Regions from separate parts of the Mus musculus genome. Here all the other regions are linked to region 2. The links are chromatin contacts, called in public HiChIP or PLAC-seq maps. All regions are on one chromosome and are shown on one strand. The core of a region is the stretch at or near the end of the contact, and the rest is flanking DNA. Distances in the headings are between cores, read along the strand shown.

The links. HiChIP or PLAC-seq counts read pairs in DNA pulled down with a chosen protein or histone mark.
Region 1: a contact with region 2 is called in an HNF4G HiChIP or PLAC-seq map of pancreatic cancer cells. The contact joins two enhancer-like sites. A contact is called at or near these places in 2 of 115 datasets of contacts at active chromatin or transcription factors (memory CD8 T cells and pancreatic cancer cells).
Region 3: a contact with region 2 is called in an H3K27ac HiChIP or PLAC-seq map of heart atrium, with 5 read pairs. The contact joins two enhancer-like sites. A contact is called at or near these places in 1 of 484 Hi-C or Micro-C datasets (the HL-1 cell line), 3 of 115 datasets of contacts at active chromatin or transcription factors (bone marrow-derived dendritic cells, heart atrium and memory CD8 T cells) and 1 of 9 other capture datasets (embryonic stem cells).

Annotation. Positions count from the first base shown.
Region 1 is chr15:86,013,461-86,016,941 of GRCm38.p6, reverse strand. The region is part of intron 1 of Celsr1 (cadherin, EGF LAG seven-pass G-type receptor 1); the gene reads left to right. Among named protein-coding and RNA genes, the nearest start is that of Celsr1, 19 kb to the left of the region's middle. Within about 2 kb of position 1,676, at least 76 of the 459 cell types and tissues checked have an H3K27ac peak or open chromatin away from gene starts, as enhancers often do. A contact at or near this core is called in memory CD8 T cells and pancreatic cancer cells, where this site is marked.
Region 2 is chr15:85,652,237-85,655,569 of GRCm38.p6, reverse strand. No RefSeq gene overlaps it. Among named protein-coding and RNA genes, the nearest start is that of D130051D11Rik, 19 kb to the right of the region's middle. Within about 2 kb of position 2,034, at least 326 of the 459 cell types and tissues checked have an H3K27ac peak or open chromatin away from gene starts, as enhancers often do. A contact at or near this core is called in heart atrium, memory CD8 T cells and pancreatic cancer cells, where this site is marked.
Region 3 is chr15:86,108,006-86,111,446 of GRCm38.p6, reverse strand. The region is part of intron 3 of Gramd4 (GRAM domain containing 4); the gene reads right to left. Among named protein-coding and RNA genes, the nearest start is that of Gm15722, 18 kb to the right of the region's middle. Within about 2 kb of position 2,001, at least 51 of the 459 cell types and tissues checked have an H3K27ac peak or open chromatin away from gene starts, as enhancers often do. A contact at or near this core is called in heart atrium, where this site is marked.

The DNA.
Region 1 (3,481 bases), core at 427-2,926, 360 kb before region 2:
TGGAGTTCTATCTCACTGTCTTCTCCACTAGGCTTCCAGCTCTGGATGGTCTACACCCCTCAGCTACCATCCTGGGCCCAGGGTTTAGCCCTTCCAGACCTGTTGTTACCAGGAACCACAACCGACCTAGCTTTCTTATGTTCTATCTAAAGACATAATAGAGTTTGTGCTTGGGATGAACATGTTTCTTATCTCAGTGATGCACCCACGGCGATATGATTTGGGAATATCTGCCAGAATAAACTCTGGGACCAGCAGTGTGTGGTCCTAGCTGCCCAGCCCCCTACTGAGGTTCAGGTGAAGGCCAACAGTGGCTAGGCAGAGGCCTGGGAGTTTGTATCACTGTCTGGCCAGAGGATTGACTGGCAAAATAAAACAGTTCTCTGCCCATCTTGTGTGTCAGGAACCTGTCCTTGGACCTGCCCTCCTAGTATCATCCAGAGCAGCAGCTAAGTGGGCGCTATCTTGAAAGGCTACCGAAGTTGGGGAGGGTGGGGCTCAGGACAGAGCCAGCCGCCTGGGCAGATGTGGGGTTTAGAGTAGATGCCAGGAGGCTTGGAGTAGGTCTAGGGTGTCCACCCCCGAGTCTGAGGGCAGGATTGCTAGGGCGCAGGCAACACTCCCTGGGTGAGGGGGAGCCTCCGGGGTTTTCTTGCTGTAACATGCTGTGGGGGTGTGTGTGTGGGGGGAAGGGGATGACTCAGTGAGGTGGGTGAGGCAGGAAGTTCATTCAGAAACGCTTCTTCTTGCAAGGCTGAGGTATGAGCTGAGGCCCGGGATGCGGCTGATCTGAGCACAGACTCTCTTGCAGAGGTTTGGCTGACCTCTGACCTAGGGAGGATGGACCATGGAGTCAGTCTGTCCTGAGAAGGAGCTGGGAACGCCATTGTTTCTGTCTTCTGGCAGGCGCTGCCTGATGACATACAGATACTGTTGCGGTGACATTACACCGTGTCCCTTATCACACTGCCTCCCACCTCCACTGTGCTAGGTCAGGCTGCCTGGCAGCCAGAGAGGCACAGCCTTGGCCTCCCCAAAGGGTGGACCTTGGACCTAGCTCCTTATATGTTGGTGGCAGGTGGCTATGATAGAGGTGGGGGCTCACTAAAAGCAGTCAAAAAGCCCTGGCCTCAGGAGCCTTCAGTGTCCTTATCCTGAGCCCTTGGGGGACTCCCACCAGATGCCTGCCTATGCCTCTTGGGTCTGAGAGTGGGCACTGCAGACATTCACTCCCCAAACCAAGCTGCTCAGGGCCCATTGGGTAAAGAGAGACCTATGGTCCCGTTTGTGGGGTGATCTCAGCTGTCTTAGTCAGGGTTTCTATTCCTGCACAAACATCATGACCAAGAAGCAGTTGGGGAGGAAAGGGTTTATTCGGCTTACATTTCCATACTGCTGTTGATCACCAAAGGATGCAGGACTGGAATTCAAGCAGGTCAGAAAGCAGGAGCTGATGCAGAGGCCATGGAGGGATGTTCTTTATTGGCTTGCCTCCCCTGGCTTGCTCTCTTATAGAACCCAAGACAACCAGCCCAGAGATGGTCCCACCCACAAGGGGCCTTTCCCCTTTGATCACTAATTGAGAAAATGCCTTACAGTTGGATCTCTTGAAGGCGTCTCCCCAACTGAAGCTCCTTTCTCTGTGATAAGTCCAGCCTGTGTCTAGTTGACACCCCAAACCAGCCAGTACATCAGCCTTGCCATTTTCTCAGCCTGGAGCACTGCCAGAGGACTATAAACAAACATGGAGAGGAGTCAGCAGATTACGAGTTATAAACAATACTTCACAGCTTACATGGTCATTGTTATTCCAAGTGGGCGTCAGTGAGCTTCGGTTTATTGGGAAACTCTTTATGCAGATGAAGTTTGAATGCCCACGCGTGGTGTGTACCGTGGGTCTGGCCCCTCAGCAGGGCAGACAACGGCCCATGGGCAGTATCAAGTTGATCTTGCCTCTTGGAGATTGTTCACATTCTCCAGCCGTAGCTTGAGGGGTGCTGGCTTCCCCGACTTTGCTGTATGTGATTTCTGTTTCATCGGACACCTTGGGGGTCCTCAGGGGCCCTAGGTGAGGATGGATTTGAACCTGGGTTTTAAGTCTCCACGTAGAATCACAGATGCTTTTCTCCCCTTGGGTGTCTCCTAGGCAGAGGAGTAGCTGTTATTCCCTCTTATAGTCCCAGGCCCTGTTGCAGTACTGAATTCCAGATTCCTCTCGGGCTGCCTGGCCTGAATGCTATAATTCGGAGAGGCAGCTGTGGAGGGGACCTCAGACCTCAGTTTGGATGGTGCTTGAGGAGGTCACTCAGCACCACCCCCACCCCCTTTAAAGTTTATTTCTTTTTATTTTATGTGTATATGTGTTTGCCTGCATGTATGTATGTGCACCACGTGTGTGCAGTGCCCATAGAGGCCAGAAGAGGAGCTGCATTGGGGGGGGGGCTCGAGGCCTAGAGGGTGAGTCGATGTCCCTCCTGGAGTTAGCAGGATACAAGGAGAAAGTCACAAGTGACTGTCTTAACGTTTCCCGGCAGAGGACAGTCCTGTTTGCGCTGGGCTGAACAGTGAGCCGAGACCAGTGATTATCTGAGAATTGCTCTCAGAGATGGCATATGTTTTGTGCATGTCACCTCATCCTGGAGTCACTATACCTAGGGGGTTCCCCTGCTGCCGTTGATCCTCCATACCTGCTCTCAGTACCTCTCCCCATTAGGGCATTCCGCCTGAGGCCCCTTCAGGAGCCCTGAGGGAGCTGTGTAGTCAGTCTTCATACTTGCCCTGGGCTTCTTGTGGCCTGCCTTCCTGTGGTTCTCCATGCTGTAGGTGTTTAGCCCGAATTCCAGGGACAAGAAAGATAACAATAGTTTTATCAATAGCTTTATTGGTACAGGAGGAGAGGTTCGTTCACAGCGTGCTATTTGGGAGAGCTAAGATGCTGTGATAAACCGAATGGTTGCAGTTGGGATTTAAAAGCCTGGGGGTGGGGGTGGGGGTGAGTTAGTGGGGCGTGGCAGATGTTATGGGCTGCTGGGAAGCTAGCTGGATGCTCTGTACCACGCTGCTGGGTGGACTGCAGGTTCATTGGCCACTGCTTTGTCCCGTGACCCTCAGGAGCCTCCAGCTGCGCCTTTCCAACCGCTCATTGTCCTGTCCTGAACTGTATACTCCCAGGTGGAAACCTGACGGGAGATGCCGCTCAGGCATGAGGTGGAGAGGCCCAGCACTTCCTGTTTGTCATTTTTTAAAAAGGGATTTATTATGACCCTGCAAGTTGCTCTTTGTAATAAAAATAGTTCTGGTCTGCTCTGTTCGTAAAGATAAGCTTGCATGTGTTACAAAAACTCCACTGGGCACTCGAAAGCAGAAAACTGAAAGTTCCCCCACCAGGCTCCAGGGGCCCAGAGATGACTCTGTGGCTGTTGATCTGTTTTAAGCATCAGCTGTCCCAACTTTATAGGCTACATCCCTGCTCACATTGATG
Region 2 (3,333 bases), core at 785-3,284:
TGGGCCCCCCCCCCCCCCGACCCCTTGAGAAAGATCAAAGTCTGGACGCTTGCATAAAATATGTTTAGAGTATTGAGGACTTGGTAGGGGGAAAAGATGTCTCTCATTAGTAATTCCGTGTGGCATGTTGAGATTACTATTTGGGATCTATGTTAGAGCAAATGGATTCTATTAGCTAAGTGGCTTCTCTTGCTTCTGCCGTTCCTTTTTAAAACCATGGCTGTGAGGAACCGTACAGTTACTGTTAGGCCTGTGACTGGGGCTCACACTGTTTCTACTGGATAGGGCTGGGCCAGGAGAGGGCCCCGGGATCCAGGAAGAAGACTTGACAACTGTTTTCTCTTAGGGAGACAGACTAGGACTCCCCCCCACCCCCCTGCCCAGAATGACTCCTCTCTTAGGATTCAGGGGAACCAGGCACTCATGGCCACACTGCCTCTTGCCTCAATGTGGCATTTTCCTGTATTGAGGATTGCAACTTATACCTTCAAATATTGGGGAACATGGGTGCACAGGAGCATGTACATATGCACACACACACACACAAACACACACACACACGGCCACCAGGCTCCTCTCCATGACCTGTCCTGCCAACCACCGGAGAAGCCAGATTCATAGAGGCTCCAGATGGTCCCCCAAAGTACCCCCTAGAACTAGACATCAGACCATCAGACCCAGGAAAGACAAGACTTGCTCTCTTATCCAATCTCTGTTGCCCTCCTGGGGCCCTTCCTGCATAACTATTAAAAAATTTTTTTTCTGTTTTATGGACGCACCGGAGATGGACATAACACAGGCTGGCCTCAATATTACACGTTCATTATTTCATATCCATTTTTTTTCTTTTAATTTTAGAAGGAGTTGAAATGAAAAAAAAAAAAAAAAAACGAGGGACCCAAGCCACCCTGGGAGCTCCTGACACTTGCAGCTGTAATCCCTATAGCTTGCCAGTCAGGTATCACTTTCCTCTGACCACCGTTCCCTAGAACTTATTCCCTTTCTCCCTAGATAGACAATGGGGGAGGCCCCCACCAGCCACCAGCAAGCATTCCAGAGGATTTTTAATACACACAAATCAGCCAGGAGAAACACCCAGTATCCCAGCGAGGGCCCAAGTCAGTGGGAACTGAGACCTCCGACTTTCCATCCGATTTCCAAGAGGAGCTGGTCAACACCTTCAACCCCAAGAGCAAAGCCCAGGCCTGGTAATAACAGGGCCAATGACTGGCACCCTGCCACCACCCATGATGCACCAGGCCTGTGCAGGAACCAGACAGTATGCCCCCCAAATCCACACCCTCAGCGGGTGCTCCAGACCCTGGCTCTGGAAGGGATGCTGAAGAAGCCTTTGGCTTCCCAGTATCTCACAGAAAAGGCATGTGGGTTCCCCACAACCCCGTTCCCATAGTGCCTCTGCCTAGTTCCCAGCAAACTTTGCTTGGGGAAGGCCTGGTTGATGCAGGAGATGGTTAAAATTCTGCATCCGTTTGCATCCGCCTCTAGAGGAAGCACTGCTTTTTTTTTTTTCACCCCCAGCAGGAGAAGGGGGGGGGGAGCTGAGAGCAGCAATTTGCAGGCCTTGGGATGTTTTTCTCCTTGACAGCCCTGGGCCCCGCCTGCCTAGCTTGGCCTTCTTGGGCTGGGCTAAGGCGGCTGGCCCTGCAGCGGAGGCTCCACTCCGTGGCTGCTGCTCCTCAAGAGGCCCCATGCACACGCATTCACGCTCCCCCCACACACACAGGCTGCAACCTCCGGCTTGGGGAGGGCAAGACACGCTGCATGCTGACGGCCTGGTACTGCCATGGTTCTTCCGCCAGCCAGCGTCTCCCATGAGGCCTGTTCCCAACCAGGTTGCACTGCCTGCCCACCCCCATGGCTCACCCTACTCCCATCCGGAGTGCCCTCACCTTCTGGGCCCCTGGCCCCTGGCCTCGGGTCCTGCTCGTGCCCGGGGCGCCCAGCCACGTCCTCCGTGCCTCTGCCGCTTGCCCCACCCTGCTGCCCGCGCTCTGAGGCGAGCCTGGCACTGTGCCAGGCTGCCTGGGAGCCCAGCCCGGGCAGGGCGAACTTTCCAGCGGAGTGTGTGTAGGGGGATGCTGGAGTGAAGCTGGTGCCAAGGGAGGGAGCGAGCCCCAGGTGCCCGGCGGCCAACCCCCCTCCAGCCCTCGCCACCCCCCACCCCCACCCCCAACATCCCACTCCCTGTCTCCTGAGTCCCATAAAGGCGCAGACAACACGAGTGATTTAGTCAAAACAGTCATGTGCAGGAGCCCGCAAACAAACAAAAGCCCTTATTTATTTATTTAGTTCACACACCCAGATAAGGAGCTGCCTTTGTGCACATAATTTCACAGAAAGAAGGCGAAGCCATGATGCTCCCCGCAGCCCAAGAGCCTGGACAGCAGGCCTGGCTTCATGAATAATTGCAGAGCCTCAGCCTGGGTATTTCCATATTTAAATTGGGCAGCAGCGTATGATTAATTAAGAAGGAAAAAGGCAAAAAGGAAGAAAAGCTGTGGGGGTGGGGAGCCGGACATTCTGGTCAGAGCTACGGTGCCAAGGTGCCCACGGCGGCTTAACTCCTCCCATGCCAGGCCCAGAGGGGGCACTGCTGCAGATGGTTTAAAGGGACCCTGCTGGTGCCCACACTGGCCACCTTCCTGTGTCCAGGGCCACCTGACTCCAGATGCTGCCCAGGAAGTTTCTCTGATATTCCAATATAGCTCACACACACACACACACACACACACACAAAATCTGCTATGTCCAAGATACCCAGTGGGACACTTCAGGCTGAGACAGCCTTCTCCGTGCACATCGCTGCAATGGGGCTCCGTTCACCGACCCCCAAAACACACACAGGTCCCTTCCAAACCCAGAAGCTGCTCCAGAGTCTGGCCGTGAGAGCAGGCAGCCTGGTTGCCAATGAGACAGGAGGCCTGTGGCCCTTCTGGATGGAGTCTAGGGCTGTGGGCTAAGTGAGAGAGGGAAGACTATATACCCAAAGGTCACAGCCCTGGGGTTGGGCCCAGCCATCACTGCAAGTCAGTCCTGACCTTGCCAGCTGTTTGACTTGAGGTAAGTTATCTGGCCTTCCTTAACCTCAGTTTGCACATCTGTAAAATGTGTGCCCCCTTAGGGTTGAGACAATATAGTATAGTTTCTGGCTGACCAAGAGGCCTTCTTGAGGTCTATGGGCATTAATTTTTGAGATGAGTGACAGTGGGGTCAGGGAAACCTCCAGCAGGAAGCTTGCCCCCCCCCAAAAAAAAAACAAGTTTGGAGGACCCAAACAGCAATCAGTTTGCTATGAAGTTGACCTGACTGCTA
Region 3 (3,441 bases), core at 752-3,251, 460 kb before region 2:
AATAATAACAGACAAGGTAAAGGAGCCCCCTCCCCCAGACAGAGGCCCACAGAGGACTTTCTAGCCTCACGGCTCCCATGAGCATCACAAAACAAGAAGCCCTCCTCTGATGGGCATATTGGCCTTCCTGGGTACAGAGACCCCACCCCCACCTCAGCTGGTAGGGTTCTCCCCTCCCACTTCACTCTCTTATCACCTCCAATTATGTCCCCCAACACAGAAGCAGGACTCCCCATCAACCCACTGAGGCAGCCCAAGCAATGAATGCTTACATAGACTTCCTCAAAACCCAGTAGTTTTTTGAAAAAGGAACCAATGAACAGTCCATTGCCAGAGGCAACAGGTGTGCCATCCTATAATATGCTCACACAAGCCTTAGCTGCGCAGCAGAAAGACACCTGCTCTCCTGTGCCCTCAGTCTGAGGACAGAGACAGATACAAGCTCAGAGCCCTGTTTCCACACGGGGTTTCTTACAGGCTCAGTCAAGCGAGGAGGCCATCTGGGGCCTGTGTGTGTCTAAGTTACAAGTGAGGATTTAGGCAAAAGCCCTAGCCTAGCCCGTTAGACCACAGAGCCAATACTGCAGAGCTATGAAGCTATGTATCACATGCCACTAATGGTGTGGCACAGCTCCTAAGCCAGGGTTTTTACAAGGCCCAGTGCCAGCCATAACTGACTCTAGGCACTCAGCTGGCCTGGTTACACAGCAGGGATGGCCACAGAGCCCCTGTAGAAGGCCAGAGGGGTGGGGATGTCCACTGAAGATGAGTTGGTCCCCGAAACTAAGTCTCCAGGGTGTACCTCGAAAGAAAAGTTCGATATCACAATTTAGAAGCTCCATTCAAGGCTGCTGCTCACACGACACCCATGTTGTCACTGTGTTATTATTCATTTAAGCAGACCAGCAAACCAACTACGAGGAAGATAAGTGAGATGACTCAGGTGCACAGCAGCACCAGAGGGAGCCAAGACAGTCCCCGAGGGACAAGGTCTACCCCCTCCCTACCCACAAAGGAGCTGTTGAGGCAGCAAAATGAATGTGGTGGAGAGAAAGCCAGGGGGGATATTTCTGTGTCTAGGTATACCTTACATCTGCATAGGTCTGAGAATACTAGGTCACCTATGAGAGTGACCTTGGGGCACCTTAAGAAGAAAGAGATTCTGGTCCTTATACCCAAACCCCATTTGGAGACTGCCAGATAGCTCCAAAGCAAAGAGGCAAAAGGAACTCGAGAGCGGGAGCCCCTGAAGCCAGAGGGACCTGGTACAGCAAAGGATTCCTCACAGAACACACATGGCAGAAGCTGTGGGAGACTGGTACAGTTAGGCCACCTGCTCACCCACCTGCTCCAGGCTTTAGCTTCTCCAAGGTTCTGGAAGGTGAAGGGCAGGTAATTCATGGACCCTCGATCCCCAAGACACCCATTCCTCCCTCCTCAGTACGATGATTCAGGGGGCGCAGAGGAGATAATTCAGCCCACAGGCATGGTCTGCCCAGGCAGCGCAGCCTCCATGGCTCCCGGCCCACAGGGAAAGAAAACAACTTCAAAGCTATTTTTAAATTTGTAAAAGCAGATCTCTCAAGCAGGAATCCCTTTGGCACAAGATGCAACAGGCCTAGCCAGAGGGGGAGGGGGGCAGAATCAAATGATAAGCTTTAAATAAAATTTCTCCCCACCCAGCTAGAGCACATACACACACAGAAGCCACCGGGAGGGGAAAAGAAAGCTGTCCCCGGCCAGGCTGGGCTGCACAACTGGGCACCTGAACAGGTTTTTACCAGGCCAGTTTCCCTTCCTGTTATCCTTAAGGATCTTTCTAAAAGACAATGCCTTGCTCTCCCCAGTGTACTGAGTTCAGGGTATCTGTTCACCTTCATCCCTAGGGAAGGGCACGGTGTGATGCTCCTCCCTGGCCACTCCACTCAAAGGGTGCTGTCCCCTCCATGTCCCCCCACAGCCTGTGTGTGCTCTCCTAGGGCTCACTTATCGCCATGTTATCCACTGCTCTGCACAGAAGTGACATTTACAGCATGATGAACTGTCAACACCAGGCTGAATGCTCCTCACAATCAGGTAGCGGGCGGCCAAGTTCTGGACGTTCAGCATTCTAATATGACAGGCTGCGGCTTGGGCTTGGTATTCTGGGTTTAGGAAGTCAGTTATGGGATGAGGGCGGTGTCCTGAGATTTGTGTGCAAATAGATAGACAGACAGGAAGGAAGGAAGGAAGGAAGGAAGGAAGGAAGGAAGGAAGGAAGGAAGGGGGCAGGAAAAGAAAGAAGAAAAAGAAATGAGATTCCAGACAGAACTACTGCCCAGAATGGAGGGCTTTTCAGGCCCAACATGGCTCTTCAGTATGAGTCGGGGTCTAGATAAGAGCACTGGCTATTTCTCCAGAGGATCTAGGTTCAAGTCCCAGCAAACACATGGTGGCTCACAGCTGTCTATAACTCCAGTTTCAGGGATCCAGTGCCCTCTTCAGGCCTCATGGGCACCAGGCACACATGTGGTGCATGAATATATTATACATGTAGGCAAAATACCATATACACGCCTTTAATCCCAGCACATGGGAGGCAGAGGCAGGCAGATTTCTGAGTTCAAGGCCAGCCTGTTCTACACAGTGAGTTCCAGGACAGCCAGGGCTACACTGAGAAACCCTGTCTCCAAAAACAAAAAACAAAAAACAAAAAACAAACAAACAAACAAAAACAAAAACAAACCCATACATACTATTTTTCTCGGTGTCTGCTCTATCCACTCCCTATCTTCTGGACACGTCCCTCCAGCCATGCACCAGCAGCCATACTTTCTCAAAGCATCAAGCTCACAGCCAGACACCCGGTACCTGCTTAGTACGGGCAGGAGGGCAGGCAGGAACACCCTACCACCACCAAGGTGAAGTGAGCCCCAGAGATTCATATTCAATACACACTCTAGGGAGTAAAGATTGGTTAGGAGACACCCTGCCTGGGACCAAACACCAGATATAAAACAAAGGAGGATTACGGCTGGAGAATGTCTTTGGGTGGGGCCTAGTAAGACCCCCAAGGATGTGCAGAGAGGCATGCCTGGGAGCAGGGTAGCACTCCGACCATCTATCCACTCATACTAGTATCTATGTGCTCACCGCTGGCTGGTATAGCTAGCAATTTGCTGAGTCATCCAGCCACCCACCCAGATGTATACTGAGCCCCCTACAGCTGCCAGGCTCTGCGGCCATACAGATAGAGGCAGCAGCCGACTTCTCTCCCTCCCATAAGACCCAGTTGGTGTATGCCAACGTAGACAGGCGATTGCACTGCCCCCTCGGGTCTGTACAACACACTCCGCATACCACTGCACAGTGTCTCTGCTACAGGAGGCCTCCCACGGGGGACCACTGGGAGCAGCAGAGAGATGGCCACTGGCCCAATGCCTTCTCTCCCCGGTACAAACA